2 separate regions of the Mus musculus genome follow, and region 2 is linked to region 1. The links are chromatin contacts, called in public promoter capture Hi-C maps. All regions are on one chromosome and are shown on one strand. The core of a region is the stretch at or near the end of the contact, and the rest is flanking DNA. Distances in the headings are between cores, read along the strand shown. Region 1 holds the start of Tlr3 (toll-like receptor 3). Region 2 holds the start of Trappc11 (trafficking protein particle complex 11).

What was found. Promoter capture Hi-C pulls out the DNA fragments that hold promoters and counts their contacts.
Region 2: a promoter capture Hi-C map of liver shows a contact between it and region 1, with 3 times the contacts expected there. The contact joins the promoter of Trappc11 here to the promoter of Tlr3 in region 1. A contact is called at or near these places in 2 of 39 promoter capture datasets (both in liver) and 2 of 9 other capture datasets (adipose tissue and liver).

What each region holds. Positions count from the first base shown.
Region 1 is chr8:45,406,932-45,413,327 of GRCm38.p6, forward strand. Tlr3 (toll-like receptor 3) reads right to left here and starts at 3,449. Exons shown (of 7, transcript NM_001357316.1): 1 at 3,369-3,449; 2 at 2,865-3,047; 3 at 1,735-1,804.
Region 2 is chr8:47,530,337-47,536,732 of GRCm38.p6, forward strand. Trappc11 (trafficking protein particle complex 11) reads right to left here and starts at 3,134. Exons shown (of 30, transcript NM_177240.3): 1 at 2,983-3,134; 2 at 316-541. The coding sequence starts at 519. It overlaps Rwdd4a (RWD domain containing 4A), which reads left to right and starts at 3,309. Exons shown (of 8, transcript NM_203507.3): 1 at 3,309-3,607. The coding sequence starts at 3,584.

The DNA.
Region 1 (6,396 bases), core at 2,199-4,698:
GAAACACTGGTGAAGGCTTTAGCTATGTCAGAATTCAATCTTAAAAGGCACTTATAATAAGATAATACTAAAAGAGAGCACGTGGATCCATACACCAGACTAATGTGAGAATGGAATATTAATGTGTGGGTTAGAGAGGACGCCAGACTCCAAGAGGTGAGTTTCTGTGAAACTCTTCTGCCTCGTGAGTAGCTTCCAAGCTGACTCGACCAGAGTGCGGGCATAAATGAACAAATTATTAAATTTCCATAAATGACTGGGTCAGTGGGCTCGCTACTCAAATCAAGAAACACAGGACTCCAATGCTTTAAGAAATTTCTCTCCCACATACCCCATCAATCCTTCATTCTTCCTAAACACACACTTTTAATTCTTACACATAAGGCTACCTGCCTTTGTAGTCAGCATTAATGAAATCTTGCATCACAACAGTCCCCATTAGCAAAATTTCATTCTATGTTTTCAGTTACTTGTGACAGCCATGATACAAAATATTACTACAGTACAATGATGAACTGAGGCAGTGTGTGTGTGTGTGTGTGTGTGTGTGTCAGTGAGAGAGACAGAGACAAAGACACAGAGAGAGACAGAGAGAGATGGAGAGAGAGCTCATTATTGATTATCATTAACCCCTTCCTGTGCCTAATTTATAAACTAAATTTCATCACAGGCATGTGTGGACTGCTGAATTCTGTATGTAGGGTTAGATACTCCTGATGCTCTCAGGCACTCACTGTGGTCTTAGAGCATCCCCAGGGCTGAGAGAGTGTGTACCATTTTACCATTCATCAATCTTTCTTTTGCTCCACATGATTTGTAAGATGTATTAACATCACATCATGTCCCAACATTCATCATTTTTATTGATATAAAATGCTCCAGTATATGGATATCCTATGTCAACACAGTCCCAAATTTTTTAATAAAAATTCTTAAAAGGGGGTCAGACATGGTAGCTCATATCTTTAATCCCATCAGCCCTTGGAAAGCAGAGGCAGGTGAATCTTTGTGAGTTTGAGGGCAGCCTGGCTTTCTACATGGTAATTTCCAGGCCAGATATGGCTAAACAAAACAGGAAAAAAGGGGGGGGGGTCAAGAAAGTATTCTTAAATATTCTAGACAATTCAAAGAATTCTACAGTAACTATGCTTGTGTTAGAGCACATATAGTAATCTATCCACACACCTGTGTCATCAGTTTACAAACCCGTACTGCGAGCATCAGTCTCCTCCTTGGACAGATTACTTCCTCGTTTCTAGTTTCAGTATTTTTAATATATAATTTGTTATCTAATGTAAAACTCCACATAATAAGATGCATTTTAAGTATGTATCCTCTGACTTGGCAAATGAATTGATTTGTGTAACTCAAATCCAAAGAATTCCTCTCTCCCCTTTTCAGTTAATGTCTACCCTTACTCCCAGAAGCAACCAGTGCCTTCCCTACAGATTAGTCCTGTAACCTCAGAAAATGGGATCTCATTCATTCTCATATACATGACTGCCTTTATTAGTGCATTAGTTTTGAAGTTCACCTGTAATATGTTTTTAAAACAATTGCCTCCCCTTTCCCTCAGATGATATGGTCATGACCCCCAGTGATCATATGATATTTACTGATTTTTTTTCTATGCATGTGAGCCTATTATAAACTTTGCATTACAAAACAGATTGCAAAGTAAGAGACAGGCAACTAGCAAATTTTCCTCGAGGTATTGTTTTCACCTCTACTTACCAGATTATGGGTGCAATCCCTGTATCATATTCTACTCCTTGCTTAGGTAACATCTATCCCTCTGGAAAGACTGTAAATAGAAATTAGAATTACTAAGGACCAATGCATTTCCAAACTGTATCCCTGAATAACTGAAAGACAGTCTCAATCTGAAAACAAACTTCATTGAGAGTGAAAAGCAAAAAAAAAAAAAAATCCACCCCCCCAAAAAAAATCCACTAATGAAGCAGGCTGCATGAAAAACAAGGTCATGAGTGACTAGAATGTTAGGGAATTCAGAATGGTGACCACATGCACAAGCAGAAAGACAGAGAAAGTGGGAGGGGGACAAATCCTAAACAGCGTGTTAAGGAGATCATAAAACTTTTTTCATCAGTAACACGAGTTAGTAGGTAATAGTTAATAGTAAGGAAAAGCTTTCAAAACAGTTAGATACGTGTCAACACAAAATCACATCATAAAGTCATGAGAAGAGCTTATGACAACTTCTATATGGTGAAGGTTGACTGCTTTCCCCAAACTAGTCCATAATTTGCCAGCCTGGTTTCTGGCCTTACTCTACAACTTCCAGAACAGCCTGCCCTCCTCTCCTGCTGCCCTTCTTCATTCTGTAACAGAAAGTGACTGGCCAGTTCCTAGAAACATCTGAGAATTTGTCCTTTCTCAAGAACATTGTCATGGAGTGCCAGGTCTTCCTTTCTAGCTCACTAAATACAAAGGACTTTTTAACCTTCTGCGTTTTTGTTGTTGTTGTTGTTGTTGTTGTTTTATTTTGTTTTTGGAAAAGGTGCAATTTTTTAAAAAGTATTTTTAACTACCTTTTAATATAATCCTTTTACTTGCTCTTTGATGATTTCATACTATTCATTACACATACATATGTATTTTGATCTTGTTTACCCCTTACACCCCTCAGAGCCACATTCACCCACTTTTTAAAGCCTTTTACAAAATCACTTTGAATGCTTTCTCAAAGTATCTTTCCAAGAAGAGAAGTCTATAGAGGAAGTATGTTCTTGCTGCTGTTGTTTTAGTTGCTGCATAAAATTGGCATTTCATCACAAGATATCAGAATTTGTAGCTAAATTTACATTTGGAACTATGGTGCATTTTTCCCCTTCTCCCAATACCTGCATCATCTTCTATCTTCTTTTGGTGCGCGATTGTGATTCAGGCAGTTTAACTTCCCAGATAGAGAACAGGTGCGTCAACCTCAAAAGCCAAGTACATTCTGATTTTACTCAGCCTGAGGTCCTGCATCCCCTTAGTTTTCATTCAGACTTTTTTTTTTAAATCACACATTTCCTTTCAGCCTGAAAGTGAAACTTAAGTTGAGAGAGAGAGAGAGAGAGAGAGAGAGAGAGAGAGAGAGGGGGGGGGGGGGAGGGGGAGAGGGAGAGGGAGAGAGAGAGGATATTTTCAGCGAAACAGTTAAATTGTTATTAAACTGTTACCCTTTTTTAGTTTCTTTTTAAGGGCCTCCTGGGATTCATTGAAATGGTCACAAATCGACCTTCAGGGAGGAAGGTGTAAGCCGAGGAACCGGCCGCCGCCTGGGGGCAGAATTCTGGAAGTCAGTAAGTTTCTGGCTTCAGAGCCAAGCCCTCTGCAGTGGGTTTCAGATCCTTGCAAACCTGTGATATGCGCAGTGCATGGTCTGAGGTTGGGACTGCCGCCCAGAGACCCAGAGTGCTGGTCGGGAATCGCGCATAGTGGGAGGGGCCAACAGGGACCGGCCGTGTGGGGAAATGGGATGTGTCTAAACAAAGTGAAAGCCATTCACTTACCTCGCTTTATCTTCTTTGCAAAATGAGTAAAGTCGAACTTAATCTCTTAGGTAAAAATGGCCATCCAGTTTTCCAGCAGGAAATGTTGAGGACATCTCGGACACAGGAGGAGGTCCTGCCTCAAAAGCAGGAAACTCCCAGAAACAACTAGGCCGGGAAATAACAATGGGGGAAGGGAGCAGGGAGGGAGGAAGGAAGGCAGAAGTTTGGTCCAGCACTGGGTGTCACAAAGAGCCTTTCTTACTCAAGCAGGCCCAGTTTTCCACAAAACCCACAAATTAGGCATCAGTAGGCATCTGTTTGGTCAGAGAAGAGCTCGGGATTAACTCCTTCTTCCTCAATTAGCTATGAGGACTCCAACTGGTTAAAGAAACGGAGTTGCAAGGGAATGAAGTCAGTTTTCTTTTCATTACAGATGAGCAATGACATAGTATTCAGCCAGGTTGTTATTTAGTTTTAAAAAAAAAGTTAAACGTAATAAAGCATACAAGAAATGGGAGAGCACCTGACCTGATCTTCTTGTCTTGAAGCCAAGAGAGGGGAGTGCCTGAGCTCTCAGTCAATAGTTCCTTTGTTTGGCAGAGGTGAAAGTGGAAAAGGTGAATGGCCACAGAAGTGAAAGCAAGAAGTAACTTTGTATCCTGGTGCAAATTGCTCTTCCCTGGCCCCAGGAGGTTACTTCCTGTGGTTACCTGGCTCATGGCTACACTCTTAGCTCAACACCATAAGCAAGCACTTTGTCCTCAGTAAATTAATGACCTCTACATTGATCCACCTGGATGCCAACACAACGTTGATAGTCTTGGCAAGATTTCACCTCTGTGGGTTCCTTGAAAACAGGTTGGGCTGCATTTTTGTAATTTTACTTCTGACACCATCTCACAGAAGAACTTGCTAGCCTCTAAAGGACTAGTCTCCTGACAGAGAATCGGCTGCTGTATGGTCCTCTCCCACACTGACCCTTGGCTTGGGTAGCTTTGACCAAGTGGATATCTGTCTGGTTCTGAGTCCATTAGGGAAGCCTGATAAGTGCCTCTGTATTTAAGACTTGTCTTCTTGGAACACCAGTCTCTCTCAGGCTTCATTGGAATCTGGGGCTCCAATGCTATGCAATCAGAAGCCTAGATTAGCTGTGCAATGGATATAAGGAGGGGAATGTGCATGCTCACGAACACCTAGGAGATGGCTAACATGGACTCTGGCTGCATGGGAGACAGTCCTCCAATCTACTTTAACTTACTGCAGTTTCTTCAGCAATGACCTTGAATGACCTTCTTCAACAAGTTCTGCCAACATCCCAGAAAAGCTGCAAACCATCTTGCTGCTGCTTTACTGTTTAGAAATGGAGTGATAGGCCATGCAGCATTAGATAAGTACAATATACTTCCTCTATAATCTATAATATCTTATGCTTTGTAATTCTTTACAGATATTAGGTTAGCTGTAATGTTAGTTGACTAGTAAGTGGCTTCAAATAAATAGAGAACTTTTTTTTCAAGTGTACATATCTTGGCATGTATATGTGTACATACTGGGGGTGGGGGACATATGCACACATGTGCACATATTCATCAAGGCGTGAAATTGATTTGGGGTATTTTCCTTTATTGTGCTACACTTTGTTCATTGAGGAAGGGTCTCTCAACTGAACTGAGAGCTCCTTGCTGCTAGCCTAGCTGACCAGCCTGCTCTGGATATCCCATCCTCACCTTCTAGGCCCTAGAAGTCTCAGGCAAGCCCCTTCATCCACCTGACATTTACCTAGGTTCTGGGAACCCCAAATGTGTTCCTCAAGCATGCTTTTGGCAAGCATTTTAACTGCTGACCCATCTTCCATGTGTTTCAAAATCTGACAAAGGTATTAAACATTAATTGGAAATTACATTGTGAAAAAGGCCACTGGGCCCTCAACAGGTAGGAAGGATAAATAGAACTCTTTAGGATACTCTGACCAAATTGGTCCTGGAAACTGGCAAAAGATGGGCCAACTGCCTCCCCTATAGAGAGCTCTGGGTCCAGTGTGCTCCTTTTGAAGTTACATTTGGGAGACCTTTTCCCATCCTTCCCAAACTCAGAGCTATCCCCCAGGCGGCAATGTATAATCCCTCATCTCTTCAGGCTTTGCAGGAAGCTTGCAAGGCCACTGACCAGACTGTGAAGTGAGCCCTGCCATCTTCCACTTCCGAAACCACCCACCACTCCCATCCAGGAAACTTGGTTCCAGTATAGAGGATCTCAATCTGCCTGGAAGAGACCCTCCCCAGTTATCCTCAGCATTCCAACTGCTGAGAGAGTGGTTGGTAACATTCCTTGGGTCCATCTCTCTCAATTAAAAAAGACTACTGAAGACAATGTCATTTGGACTGTCACTCAGACTTCAGATCCCTTAAAAATAAGACTGACCCAAGATTATTAACCCATCCCAAAACTATATTCATCTTTTTCCTTTTTCTCAGTATGGGGATGGGAACCTATAACCCCTATTGGGCCCCTATGTGGACTTGGACATTAAGAAGCACATACACAGAAAAGGTGGTAATTAGTCTACTACGGATACGCAACCCCAGTTCCATGTAGACCTTTGTTCTTTTAAGCCCACTTTTGGAGTTTGGTTAGGCCACAGAAGGGACGGTTGTGGGACCTATCTTCTGAAAGACAAATATGGCAAATCCAATTCTATGCATTTCCCACAAATGAGCTCCCACACTGTCAAGGACCAGTTAACAGGGAATTTTTATTGTGCCAAATGGGGTTGTGAAACTATGGTCTATGGGAAGCATGGTGGAAACTACATATACATAGATAGGAAGGCCCCTCCCAAAACTCCCCTCCTTCACAATAGGAAGCTATAATTCCATAGTCACGAGACTGAGAG
Region 2 (6,396 bases), core at 1,884-4,383, 2.1 Mb after region 1:
ACCTCTGGAAGAGCAGTCAGTGCTCTTAACCACTGAGCCATCTCTCCAGCCCAATAAATTTATTTTTTAAAAAGAAAAAGATGTACGTTCATAGTATAGAAACCATTGCAATTAATCAGCTTGAGGTTAAAATTAGGCGTTATTAAGCATATGCATATATTCCATAGTGTATGAAAATACCCGTTTTTCCTTAGGCACAACCATGACCTTTACCCTGATAAACCCAGGGGTTTTATAGCACACATAATTGGGATAGGATTGGTAGGAGGAAGAGGACAGGGCTGTGAATGAATGCAAGTGATCTTATGTCATTACCTTTGATCTACATTTTGGATATTCATGGTCACCTGGGAGCACCTTGAAAGAAATTGGTACCCGGTCAGCTCTCCGATTGGCACAGAAAGCATCCCAGACTGCTCGATGGACAGCATTATAGACAACATCAAGGCCAGTGAGTGTAACAAAAGCCATCGGCCGGCAACATAACTCCACAGGGAAGTCCCACTGTGTGGGGCTCATGCTGAGGGCGTCAAGGAAAAATCTGAAACACAAATGCCAAGATAGGCATAATTAATTTTAAAAACCAACATCACTACCTAATTATAAACACTGCAAAAAGACAAAAGGCTTTGTATATACACAGTCAAGCAAATAGAAAAGAGCAACGTGAAAACTTTAATTACTAAGTCAGATTTATTAAAATTACTAATTGCACAATTTCAATTTCACAGAAAAGGTTGTACTCAGTTTTCAGATAAATTCTCTATTTCCAGTAATCTTTCAAAATGTATATCAAAGTGTGGAATGAACAGACTAAGAAAGCCGGTAAGTGAGGAAATTAAAGTAGTTCCAGCCTGGTATGCTGGCACATGCTGAAATCCCAGAGTGCAGGAGGCTGATACAGGAGGACCAAGTGTCCAAGACAGGCTGGTGTAAAACAGTAAAGTAAGACTCTGTCTCAAAAATCTTATTAAAAATATTCAAGTCATATACGTGCCCCGTTATCAACCACAGTCAATAAAAGTTAAAAAGCTATTGACTTACATATATATATATATATATATAAAAATCTAACTTTCTCTGATTTCTTTGGAATTACAATTATCTAATTTCTCAATACTTAGAATATAATTCATATAAAGTGTGAATTATTTAATAGCTGCTTTTTTGATTTTCATAATATAGGATGACATAATAGGTAAAGGAAAATGTCTAAGAGAGACACCAGTAATGAATGGAAATCCCTAGGGCATGTTGGTATTGTGTCCTTTCGTTAAGTCTACAATAAACGCAGGTATGCATTAACTTTACAAAATGACTGTACAAAAAAGGTGCTTATTCCAATCAAAAGGGTCACTATCTATTTAAAACAGTTCCTTATTTCTGACAGGATTTATCACCTGCTTTTTTAAACAGTGATCGCCATCATCACATTATACACACCACAAGGTAATCTCTGGGAAACTTTTAGTGTAAATGCCACCTGGTCCCTAAAATGTGGATTATTTCTACCTGAAACGCTAATCACCTTTACTAATTAGCTACCTCACACTCAAACGCTAAAGGAACAATGGATAGTGCAACATGAGTTGGAAAGCTTGCCAGAAATGATGTATCTACACCATAAGCTTGCAGAACTGCTTCAAAAGACCTTTGGGGAGGGTTGTGCTATGAGGGCAAAGAAATCCACAGCTTCTGGGGAGTAAGATGAAGAGCAAAATAGAAGTGGTCAAAATATAATATGGCTACCATATCTGCCTAAAACCAAACAGTCTAGATGAGAATGTGAAAGGGCCTTTTCCCTTGATCTTAGAGGCTCCAAAGAAATAGCTGTGGCCCTTGAATATTGACCGGCTATAAGGGGAAGTAGAATAAACTTGCAAAGTTTTAAAATTAGCACCACCTGAGAGGTATACAGCATGAATCAAAGAAAAAAAAAGTCAAAATTTCCAGCAGTTATGTTAGAAGGGAAAAGAGAAGTTGGCTCAGAAAGCACTCCTGAAAACCCATCATTGGAGAGGCAGAGGCAGGGGGCAGTTTCAGGCCAGCCAGGGCTATGGAGATATCAAAGACAGCCTCCCAACTCCCCCCCAAAAGAAAAAGAAAGATGTGGGATTTTAGATATATTCTATTTTAGCCAACAATATTTTCCAAACATCATTATAAGTTATCGATGAACTTGTAAAAACCTATTTGTGCATTGTCTTCAAGCCTGTGCGTATTTTATAGGAACTGCACACCCTCCGTTAAACTAGCAGATTTCAAGTGCTCTCTAGCCTTCCCTTAGTTACTGGCTCTCACAGCTGACAGTGTAAATCTTTTCCAACAACGTCATGAAAACTACACCAGCAATCCCGGCTTTATTCTACCTTACAAGCTTGGACACTTGCAATGGTCCTGACTATGCTGTAGGAAAATTTAAAAAGGAACGGAACAGGACAAGTGTTGACTGAATAGATTTCAGTGACACACAGGAAAGAAATCGCTTCCTGATTTCCCGGAAAATAATGGAGAAACCAAGCAAACCATTGACAGAGAGGGAACATGGAGAAGTACAAAGTTAAGTCCTCAGCACCAGATCACCTCGTCAGTGCAATCTATCATAGAAGAGAAACAAGCTAACCCAATCAGAGTATCTACTAAAGAAGACGGCTATCAATAAACAGGTGGTTTGGGATGCAAGTCACCGGCTAACAAGCAAGGATTCAGAGACATCCGATTGCAAAACGCTCAAATGAAGAACCAAAGGGCTGTCCCTAGGATCTCAGCATTAGGCTCTAGTAGCTGCCACTGGGCAAGGAGAATAACCTCAAAGTCCTAGAAACTGACATTATTTTCCTCCACCACTCCCACCTCTCTGGCAATAATTCTTTGCAGGGGAAGGAGAAACGCCAAGATTGCATCGGTGGACGCCAAGGGGAAACGCAGGCCACCAAGCCAGCCGGGATAGCCTGGCCTGGAAGGTCTCTGGGCCCAACTCACCCTGGCCGCACGCCCTGGACCCGCTGCAGCTGCGGCGAGTCGCCGTCAGCCCCGAAAGAGGCAAGAGAGCCAGGCAGGGGCGTCTAGGAATGCGGCCACCGACAAGCAACAGCCCCAGCCGCAGACCGGGCGACAGAAGGCGACACTTCCTTTTCCCCGCCTCCGCTGGCACAGGAAGCACTTCCTGGGCTTGAGTGACAGCACTCCACACCAGTCCTGGAATAGAACGGGTTTCCTTGTTAGGAAGGTGTTCCATTTCCTAGAGGAGAAAGAGTTGGGGGCGGAAAGAGAAGGAGCCAATAGGAGACGCGATCGTGAGAAGGGGCGGGGCTTCCTCGGTACCGCCCATCAGTAACTGGTCAGAGGTCTAGGTGTCCCTTAACGTGATCCCGGTTCCCGATCACACATAACGCGATCCTGGGTTCCCGGCCCACAATCGACTGCCGGTGGCTTGGTGCTGCCGAGGATCTGGAGCGCACGAGGTCGTACCCACGGCTGCGAGGAGGATTTCTCTAGACCGAGGCGCGGAAACGGGGTGCCCCGGCCTCCCGCCCGCTGCCCGCCCGTTCATCGCGGTAGCGAACGCCGTGCGCCCGGCACGATGGGTGCCAACGAGGACCAAGAGGTGAGAACCCAGGACTAGACACCCCTGTCCCGGCGCAGGTCACGACGTGGAGCACCCAGACTTCGCACGTGTCCTTTGCTCTGAGAACCTTCTTCGCCTGTCCGGATGTCCCACGTTGGTGGTTCCCCTGCCAGATAGCACTGGGCAACCTTATGGCCAGCAAGCACGAATGGGTTACGTGAGACTCAGCCTCCCGCTTCCCTCATTTGTCATTTTTGTATTTAGGTCTTCCTAGATTTCCTTGGTAAGATGAGTGTCCTTGGTCCACGACCCTAGAGCACTTGGCCGTCCTTAAATCCCTTGTGTGGCTTAGCGCTTGTGTGTCGAGTTATTCTGTCTTCAAATCTGAACGCCTTTAAATTTGAAAACTTGTGGTCTCGTGGAAAGGGTCGATCGAGTAAGTAAAATCTCTACAGAAAAATGAATGACCCTGGTGTTTCGGTTTCTGTCCATAATGCTCAGTGAAGTCACTCCTCAGTCTGTTGTTGAGGGATATACAATATTTTTGAGCATCCTCATGTCAATCAGAATTTTGTAGTTTGTGTTTTGGTTTTTGTTGTTGTTGTTATTGGTGGTGGTGGTTTGTTTGCTTTGCAAAATATCAAAGTCGGAAGGAATAGGTCCTATAAATCACCTGTCATTGAACTTTCCAACTCTGTAATGTGTCCAGATGAAAAAGGAAAAAGAGCACCCTAGCTTGGTGAACGTGGTAGAGTAAGGATTAGAAGATAAATCCCACCTGGCGGTAGTGGTGTACGCCTTTAATCCCAGTGTTAGGGTGGCAGAGGCAGGCTGATGTCAGAGTTTGAGACTAGCCTGGTGTTCCAAAAATGCCTTCTCAAACAAAGAAGACAAATCTTATGTAGCAGTAGACTCCTTGTGTAGTAGTAGATACATAGTAATTTGTTGTTTGTTTTGAATATGTTGCTTAAAAATTAACATTTGACAATGTGGGTGTTAATAGAATCTAGACTACAAATACTCCATACAGGAACCCCACATTCACAAGGTAATTGGTATCTGAATATCCTGCTAAAATATTCTTACCAGTTCAATGAATCCAAAGCATTAATAAATCCAGGTGAGGGAGACTAGAGAGGAAGGGTTAGAGACTACTAGTGAGTGGTTACAGACATAAATGGAGAAGAGGAAAGTCTAATGTCATTTTACACAGTGAATGACTCGTTTTACAGTACCCTGTGCATTTCATAATAGCTAGAAGAGCTTCGAATGATTCATTGACAAATAAGTGGTTGAAAACTTGGGGTGATAGTTGTAACAGGGACACTTACCAAAGAACTGCATTGTATCCCATAAATAAATACAATTTTTAAAATAGTTTTTTTTTTTAACATATATGAGTGTTTTGCCTACATATATGTATGTGTACCACTCGGGTGTCTGGTACCCAAAGAGGCTGGAAGAGGATGTTGGATACCCGAACTGGTGTTCTAGACAGCTGGGAACCACCATATAAGTGCTAGAAATTGAACCAGGTCTCTCCGTTCTTAACCCCTGAGCCATCTCTCCAGCCCCAACCAATAAAATTATTCTGTGTCAGTTTGAAAATAGTTCTTTCTCCGAGCAAAGCACAATGTAACACTTAATGGATTTGACTGCCGGGCCACCATCACCACTGGTTGCTGACTCCACCTCAGACCTAACGAGTCAGAATTTCTGTGGTAGAGTCCAGGAATCTTTGATTTCAGCAGCGAAGTTTTATTCTTCCTCATGATAGGTGTCTGGATCTTTGAAGATAGTTTCCTGCCCGGTTTTGAAGATACTGCCTTTGAAAAATAAAACAAAACAACTAAAAACACATCATATGTTTCCAGTTCACTTTTGTTCATGTATCTTAGTTCCTGTGCTGTCCTGAACTGAGTATAAGGACAGAATCCCCTCCATTTGCCTCTGCTGAAACCGTTGCATCACACTGTCTTCTGATTTACTGTCTGTCCACATCCACTTAGTGCTTTCTACAAAGTAGTTCATCCCACATCCTCTACTTATATATTTAGGTGTTAAATGCAATATCTAATGTGATAATGTTAATATTTACCCTGTTAAATATTATCATAACTTGGTTTAAAAGAACTTTGGAGGGGGCTGTCCTAATTCTTTCATCGGCTTGACTTATATTTTCTTATCAGATTACCATCCATCCATTTTAACAACCTGTCATCTCTTTTTGTTCCTGCCCAAGTTATTAATTAGAATATGGAAAGAGATTATGGCCAAAGTGACATTCTCGAGTCCAGTTTGAATGTCTGTGTTTTTCTTTGTTGTTGCTGTTCTGCATTGTTTTTGTGCTGATCTGTCCTGGAAAGGGATCCTTGCTGGGATCTAAAGAGACTGAGTCCGCCGACCTTCTCTAAAGTACAGAGTTCCGCTGAGAAGGATTGTTGAGCTATATCGTGATGTAATGCTTGCAGAGTCCTAAGGATTCTAAGCTCGCCTGCCCTGTTTCTTTATGATCTAATCTGAAAATTGTACATGGAGAATAAATCAAGGTCACCCTCTTTAGTCTGCAGAGTTAATGACGTCAATCTTTTTGAAAACTAAAACAGATACTCTTGTCTTTGTTTCTCCCAGACTCAGCTCTCACGCACAGTGATGGAGATTTCTCATTTGTGGGACCACAGTGTTCTGAGAACAAAGCCTGGGCAGGGGTTACTAATTAGCATCTTCTCTTCTAGTCTCTCGATCATCTTGAATAGATCCTGTCAATTTTCTTTCTGATATTCTTTCTTGGGACTGAGCTGTACTACATAAGCATTGTATTACTTTAT